2 separate regions of the Ostrinia nubilalis genome follow, and region 2 is linked to region 1. The links are chromatin contacts, called in public Hi-C maps. All regions are on one chromosome and are shown on one strand. Each heading gives the region's core, a stretch centred on a gene start, on an enhancer-like site or on the middle of the called end of the contact. The rest is flanking DNA. Distances are from core to core; before and after follow the strand shown. Region 1 holds the start of LOC135076125. Region 2 holds the start of LOC135076132.

Region 1 (3,891 bases), core at 522-3,021:
GGGTCAACCCAAATTTTTCATTTGGTTTCTTGAGATCTCATAGAGCTTTTACAATATTCTCGGATAACGCCATCTCTTAGCGTAGCATGAAAGTACTTCTTCTTCAGCACGGTCTTCAGGTTTGCCACGGTAAGCTTTGCAATGTACATTAGTCATGCTACTTAAACATAGATGGCGCAAAATAAATCTTAACGCATAAAAATATTATCAGCGTACAGTATGTTAACTAATATCATTTTAGATCGAAAGTCATAAATGAAATCAAATCCAAGCACAAATAATAATAATACAAAAGATATTTTTAATTTTTCTCTACGGTACCAACCAAACTAAACAACAACAAGCTACTCGCCGCTAGATGGCGTGAGACGCAAGAGTTATTGGAAATAAAAGAAAGTATCAAATTCAATCATACCCACAAAACTTTTAAAATAAAATTTTAAATTTTAGAAAAGTTTTAGTTGCCAGACCAGTGCAAAATGTGTTTATTATTTAGCAGTTTAGAAACAAGTGTATGTAAGACAAATACATTAACCTAACGCCAACTACGAATTAACAATGCTTCCAATAAACATTTTGTCATCATTACTTAATTAACAAAGAAAAATGTTACTGAAGTCATCATTAAGCCTTGTAGCAGACGAGGCGAAGAAAATCAGCAAGACGTGGAGTGAGATCAATCGCAAAGCTGAAGACCGAACGTGGTGGAGGACTGTTGTGGACGCCCTCTGCCCTGTCTGGGGGACATGGGACCTTAAGTCAAGTAAGTCATCTTTTTTTACCTGATAAAAGTCTAGTATACCCGCGAAAATATGTACGTGTTACCTATTATAAGTTAACATGCCTAAGTAGGTAACTATTTTTAAAATGTTCTTAAAATCATCTACCTTATTTAGTTTATAATATCCGTTGTTCCATAGTAGGTACATGCTTTGCTTAGTTTGGGACTAGAGGCGCAGTGTAAAGTGTCCAAGGATGTCCAAGGACAAGTAAGTGACAAATACCGCGAAAAAAGGTTACTAGGTAGGTTTAAGATAAACCCTAGTTCAGACGCAGGATAACTACGCTGTTACTGGGTGGTTCCCTTTGGCGAGGCACTGAGGTGGTAACAGTTTGATGCAAAAATGCAAATATACGAGAAGCAGCAACCGCGCAGTTCTTGCTGTGTCTGAACCAAGCCTTAGCTAACCATTTCAGTGTGGAGTTCCATTACCTGCGCGCCGCCCTCCAATCGTAAGACCAATGCGCGTGAGTGGCCAGACATGCAAAATTGCACCTCGGGCACTTGAACAAAATTACGAACTGTCCACTCCTCGACACTGCAATTTGCTAAGTCATTACGTTTACCTATACTTATTTACTGCCGTTCTATGTAGGATTGGTTATGTATTAAAGCTTGTTAAATCCCAAAGTATATGGTATGGTTTAAATACTAAACGTTGGTAATTTTACTTAGGGTTATACATACATACAAAAGGATCGCACTAAATCATTTTCATCTCGTTATCATCAAATTTAGTTTATAAAAAAGCAGTTTACCATTTAACTCGTTAGGTGATTAGATTATACTAGATATTAACTTAAATAAAATCTTGTTTTTTATATTAAATAAAATTGCATTTTGATGATTGATTAAAATTCTTTGAAAAACAGAGCAAATAGGTAAGTCTTCCGGATATTCCACCGATATTTTGACTCTTTGCCAAATCTATTTTCGCTGAGTGAAGATATTTAAAGATTGGCTGCATTAAGATACAATTTCCATCAAATAGCGAGAAGAAAGACGTTTTTCTGGTGAGTAAGGTTTCTTTTATTTTGTCTTGTAATTTCCAGCTGAAAGTTTTATTAAATAGTATGTAATAGTGCAAAAGATACTTCAGCTTTGGTAGAGTCCCAAGGCCTTAACTATACCTTCAGACAATGCTTATGAATTAAAAGACGACTGTCTCTGATTTACCAGAGGCCAATGGAAGATTTAGTCTACACTCCCTACATTGGCTAGTTTTATTACAAATCAAAATCGTATATTTGGCTCATATCTGGAGCCACTGACTTGTCAAAATCATTATTTATCTCAATCTTGTTTCAAGACTGTACTCACCCTTCTTCAAGACTGCCGTGTCACAGTACTTATTATTATTCTGTGTCACTTACAAAACAGCTACATATAATAATTGGTAATTTATTTGCAAACTTCAGTCCGTCCATGATTGGTCAGCATTCCACGCCTTCAGCATTTACCCTCGTCTCTAATCCTGCTAATACCAGGTTTGGTTCCCGTCATGAGATCTCCTTGCATCATTAGCGACTAGGCCGGTCCCCGGGCGATTTACCCCGTAATTCCTTAAATATTAATATTCTCATCGGTCGGAATGTCATTTTGTAAATTACTCCTTATTATAAGTCGGGTAATTGGACGGGTCACGCAGCGGAGGAATGTCGGATCTTGTTTGTATCGCTCGATTTGTAATTGCAGTGGACAAATGATCTTTATTACCGACACAATTTGTAAATCGTCCGACAGAAGATGTCATGTTTTGGACTCGTTTTTAACCGGCTTCTAAAATTAAGGAGATTCTTTGTCCACTGCATGTATTTTTTTTTTCTTTTTCATTATTAATCAAGACGTCACTGGTTCATCAACTTTGTGATTTTAACTAATTAATTGTTTTTATTCATGTCATTTTAAGTTTATTGAAAACTAATTTGGATTTAGTTTCATTTTTCAGGCGATCTTTTCGTGTATCATCTAAGTACACAAATAACTTTAAAAAAAATCAAACAGAATGTCATGATTTCAAAGCGTACATATTATTCTTATACCACAAAGTAAGCACTTCACTATATCTACATAAAAATATTTTTAACAACAAACAAAAAACCACCAAACAGGTGTTCTTATAACAATAAAAATAAACAAATCAATCTTAATGGAAAAACCAGTTTACTTCCAAATAATAATCAATCGCCCATTTAATACTTAATGAAACTACCTACGTGACCTCACTCACTTTCACTAGGCCTTATTTATAAACCGGATACAGGTTTGTATTCTTACTTAGAAAAGTATTAAGAACATAGGTATTTGGTAGGGACGTTCCTAGATAGGATTTTAAGCAAAACATAAGTAATTTCAATCGCGCACAATGGCCCAATCATGAGGCTAAGTGCGGTATTCGATTGCCCTGCAAAACTAACTAACTAACTAAGTAATTTCAATGAATTCGAACCTACTTTGATTTAGTATAATAAGTAGAGACGTTTGATCCAACATCATAAGTCAGTGTAGTGGTTTAAACACGCTTTAGCATAAATTATAATTTTAGATGCAAAAACTTATGATGCAAAAAAACGTGTCAACTATTTCATATTGGATTATTTTTGTTATTTTTTGATGCGCAATATTTATATAATTCACTGAAAAGCGGGTTTTAATAAGCTTTAACTGCTTTTCCAGTAAATTCGTGCTGTTAAAACTTCTTGATTGGTTTGTGAATACACACCTTTAGATTACAATATTATCACAATGGACAAGAGGGTAAAGAATAAAGATCCAACAGACGGCAGACGGCTCGTCGCCAGAAATTGAAAGTAGATACGAGTGTAAATTCTTAAAAACATGAGTAATCAATATTGTTAAGCTAGTCGAAGTATTAGAATAAAGTTTACTACAGATAAAGTGTAATTTATTTAAGCTTTAATGCTTTTTGACCATGATTCATCTTATGCATAAATAGGCAAAAATGTATGAGTATATTACGACAACTTTCTTTTCATGAGACTGAAAAACTATACAGGGTGTTAGGTAAATGGGTATATGAGCCAACACTAGCCCATGTTAACATGGTCATATAAATGGTATGGTGAAGTCAGAAATTTGATATCATCATT
Region 2 (3,891 bases), core at 830-3,329, 210 kb after region 1:
TGCTGCAGTTTTGTTTTTCTATTGAAAGTTTTGTACCGTGGTTTTGTTAGGCATAAAAATGTACTATGATACAACATTTCATCAAATTATCAAGAAGTCTGCGTGTCCCAGTAGAGTAGAGAGAGTGCTACCATATCTCTAATGAAATTGAATCACAGTCAAGCCCCGCCGACGAATACTGATTATTATTGATGTTAAAGTGTATTCATTTCAAAACACATCGTGGCGATTGCAACAGGAATTTTGCTATCAGGACAACACATTTCGAGCTGTTTTTTCGCTACATGGGCGTTTTCAGTGTTAGAGTATAACAGATGTTAGTTACTTAATAGTGCATTGTTTAAATGAGACATTAATTTCAGTTATTTAAATCCAGTACCGACCGTAGCCAGTAATAATTAAGTTAGAAACTCTACATAACAGACCAATTTTATTTTTCAGTGTGCGGCAATTCTAAGACCTACGCCTCCAATACTGTTTTGATCACTCTACTTACGGGCCAAGGGACCTTTCAAAGACCCGAAAAAGTTGAAGCCATTATTAATTTTGTACAATGTGGTTATTGTTTGAGAACGTGAGTAAATATTGTCGGCATGATCCACACAGCATTAGCATTCGGAACAATGATAGCGGTCTGATGGTCCGGCCTTCATACTTCACGCTCCGGTAAGCTGTTTCCGACGACAGTGTAGTGTTGTAAGGTCCGCTTTTCGCGCGCGAGTTTTCATTAAACGTTAGAAATAAAAATAACTTTATTACCTATTATTAGTTAATAATATTGAATGAAATTTATTAATGATTAATTCATATTTATAGTTCAGTTATTCATAGTTTGCTGCCTAAGTACATATAATCAATTTATGCAATAAAACGTACCTGTAAAATATATTTGCTTCAGTAGGTTTCGTGTACTTATAATCGTAGCATCGCCGACTGCAAGCGACCCGTGTGGGTCAGGCACGTGATGTGAAGCCCTTTACTATTCCATTCAAGGGATTAGTTTTAATAAATTATTGTTGCTACGTGAATATCAGTATGAGTTGCATTGCATTCAATAAGATGTATCAATGATTTTCCGACTGAAAAAATCAAATGAAAGCCGGACCCCCATAACAATGCTTATCTCGTAGTTTGGTTACTACGAAAATTTTGAAATGTGCTATGCTCATGTTAATTGAAATAAATTTCTTTTAACCACCACTAATATAAAATATAAAATAATAATTTTAAAATTATTACAGTTTTATATCTTCAGCAGTTCAGTGAACGGATAGCGGCATGTGACTGAAAATAGCTTTTTTGCATTATTTGTCTTTTAGGCACGGAAAATAATCTTAATGCGAATGTTTGAATTGATTCAGATAGTATCCGTTATTTCCATAAAGTGGCTGTTGGCACTGAAAGAACGGGTTAATGAGGATGGTGGCCCAAAAATTATCTCAAGCTTATCCTTCTTCTTTCTTTTCGTGTCGACAACAAACCTACACAGTGTACAGCTTATCCTAAAACAGCTAAAATCTCTAACACGAAAATCACAATTATAATAGGTCACGGCGCAGCGTGTGCGTGCGCAGTGCGGGTGCAGCAGACGGTACGCTGCGTGCGCGCTTAAAGCCCATAAAAAGTGCAAGCGGCGGCCGTAGTTCAGGCTGAACTGCAAACAATGACTGTTCAGTGCCTGTAAAAGGGGGAAAAGATTTCTAAAATCCTACGCAACCGCTTTATTTTTCTACTTCAACTGCAGTTAACGGGCTGAAAATGTGATGTTAAATAATATGACCTTTCTTCTAGTACTTAAATAATTTTTATTTTTGTCATTAATCTAGTACCTAATAATATTTGAAATTGTCACTGGCGCCAGCAGTGCTGAATGAAAGAACGCCTATCACGTCCCGAAGATCTCAAGCTTATCCTAAAACCATGGAAACCTCCAATCTAACACCGACCCAAACTTAAGTTTTCGAAAATCACGATTACAATAGGTCACGGCGTGCGTGCGCAGTGCGGGTGCAGCAGACGGTACGCTGCGCGCGCGCATAAAGCCCATAGAAAGTGCAAGCGGCGGGCTCAGTCGCTCACAGCTCGCGGGCGCGGACGCACGCGGCGCAAATGTTACCGGACTACGCGGGAAATAGTTGCGTCTATTATTCGTGAATTAAAAAATCACAATTAAAACTTTTTATAAACAAAACACGGTGACTTTATCAAAATGGGTGCGAGTGCAAGGATTGCCCTCATGTTTCTAATGATTTCTGCCGCAACAGCTGGCCCTGCAGGGGATGTGAGGAGAACTCAAAAATACGGTGAGATGAAAATTTCATGACTTAATTAATTAATGAATAATTTATAATACATGAGCAGTAAACTAGGAAACTCTCTGGTCATGTGGTTTGCGTTCCAAAACAATAGGCGTGGGTTCAAATCCCGCGAGGGTCTAACATTACATTATCTATTTGACGCGCTATCTATTAGCATACTTAGCACGCAGCAGCAGCAGGGAATTTATAGGGATAAACTTGAAATAATTTGAAGGATCTTTGATGCCTAAAAGTATTTATTTATGCAGCCTATTTATTATGGTTCAACAAGGTCCTAATAGGTGTGAAAGGAAAATAAATCATAAACCTTTAATTATCATAAAGCAATTAATTGGGTATCATAGCAATCATCGTGGGTATGCCGCCATTGATTGTAAATTACCGCAGGCAGGAATAATGGTACTTGCATAAAATAACTGTAACAATAACGAATATCCAACACGATCTCACATTAACATTCAACAACTAATAAATACCTAACTTAAACCCACATTCAAGAAATTGCATAAATTTTTAGATAATTACTTGTAAAAAGTAATATAAATTACTTAACGTAGGGTTAGAACATTAAACTTAGAATAAAGAGATGCAAGACTCGAAGAAAACTTAAGTTGGTTTCGTTGCAAAACGAAAAAAAAACTTATGCAAGGCGATTCAAGAACTATTGGCTTAGTTGCAAAACAATCAAATAACTTTTACGGGCAATTTCACAGCAAATAAAATCGGTTGCACGTTTTGCTTGACAATGACCTACTCAATGCAAAAAGACGTTACGCCTAAAATGCATTAATTTGGTGCAAAATCGATTGATTAGTTAAAACCAGATTGAAAAACATCATTCAATGTCTAACTAGTTGACGTTGAAACACACATGATAAAAGTTGTACCATTTTTCAAGGTTTTTTTTCAAATTTATTTATTTAAGGCTCACAAAACAAGTTACAGTCATATTCAGGCACAGATAATATTCCATAGATTAATCGAAACCGCAACTCTAAACATGTGTGCACAGAATGAATTGAAAATTATGACATAAAGAGGGTAAGTAGTGTTAGTTTAACTTAAATCTAGTTAAGGTTAAGTCTAGGTTAAATCTAGCAGTTTTAACCTTTTGGGATCAGGCACTGCTAGGTCCGTGGCGATCCAGTGCTCATCGTCTGTACAGGGAAGCCAAGCTTCTGCTCTATAAAATTAGTTAACGTGACAATAAATTCGTACATTTACAGAAATAACGAGTACCTACCTAGGTTAAGACGAGACGAGCTAAACTCAATAGAGAATTTTCCGATATAAACTGCAGGACTTTCAACTGGCCAGCCATTCGAAGGCTAGGGAAAATGCATTTAAATGGGCAACACGTGCAGCTGCCGAGTTCTGCAAACATCGGTACAATTTATTTCGTCGATACATTTGCAATTGTAATGCCGACCAATTATTGCCTTCATAAGCATAACATTGCTTACTAATAATTACATTTACTGTAAGCATTTCGACCCAGATTCGTTGTACAGAAATTAATATTCGACAGCACCGTGAAATTCGACGGCCGCGACCAATTGGACCAAAACCAACG

Evidence for each region. A called contact is a pair of places that touch in the nucleus more often than the background predicts.
Region 2: a contact with region 1 is called in a Hi-C map of whole body, with 4 times the contacts expected there. The contact joins the promoter of LOC135076132 here to the promoter of LOC135076125 in region 1. A contact is called at or near these places in 3 of 5 Hi-C or Micro-C datasets (whole body and whole larva).

The regions. Positions count from the first base shown.
Region 1 is chr11:4,806,359-4,810,249 of ilOstNubi1.1, forward strand. It overlaps LOC135076125, which reads left to right and starts at 1,772. Exons shown (of 7, transcript XM_063970595.1): 1 at 1,772-1,794.
Region 2 is chr11:5,020,486-5,024,376 of ilOstNubi1.1, forward strand. LOC135076132 reads left to right here and starts at 2,080. Exons shown (of 2, transcript XM_063970601.1): 1 at 2,080-2,303. The coding sequence starts at 2,210.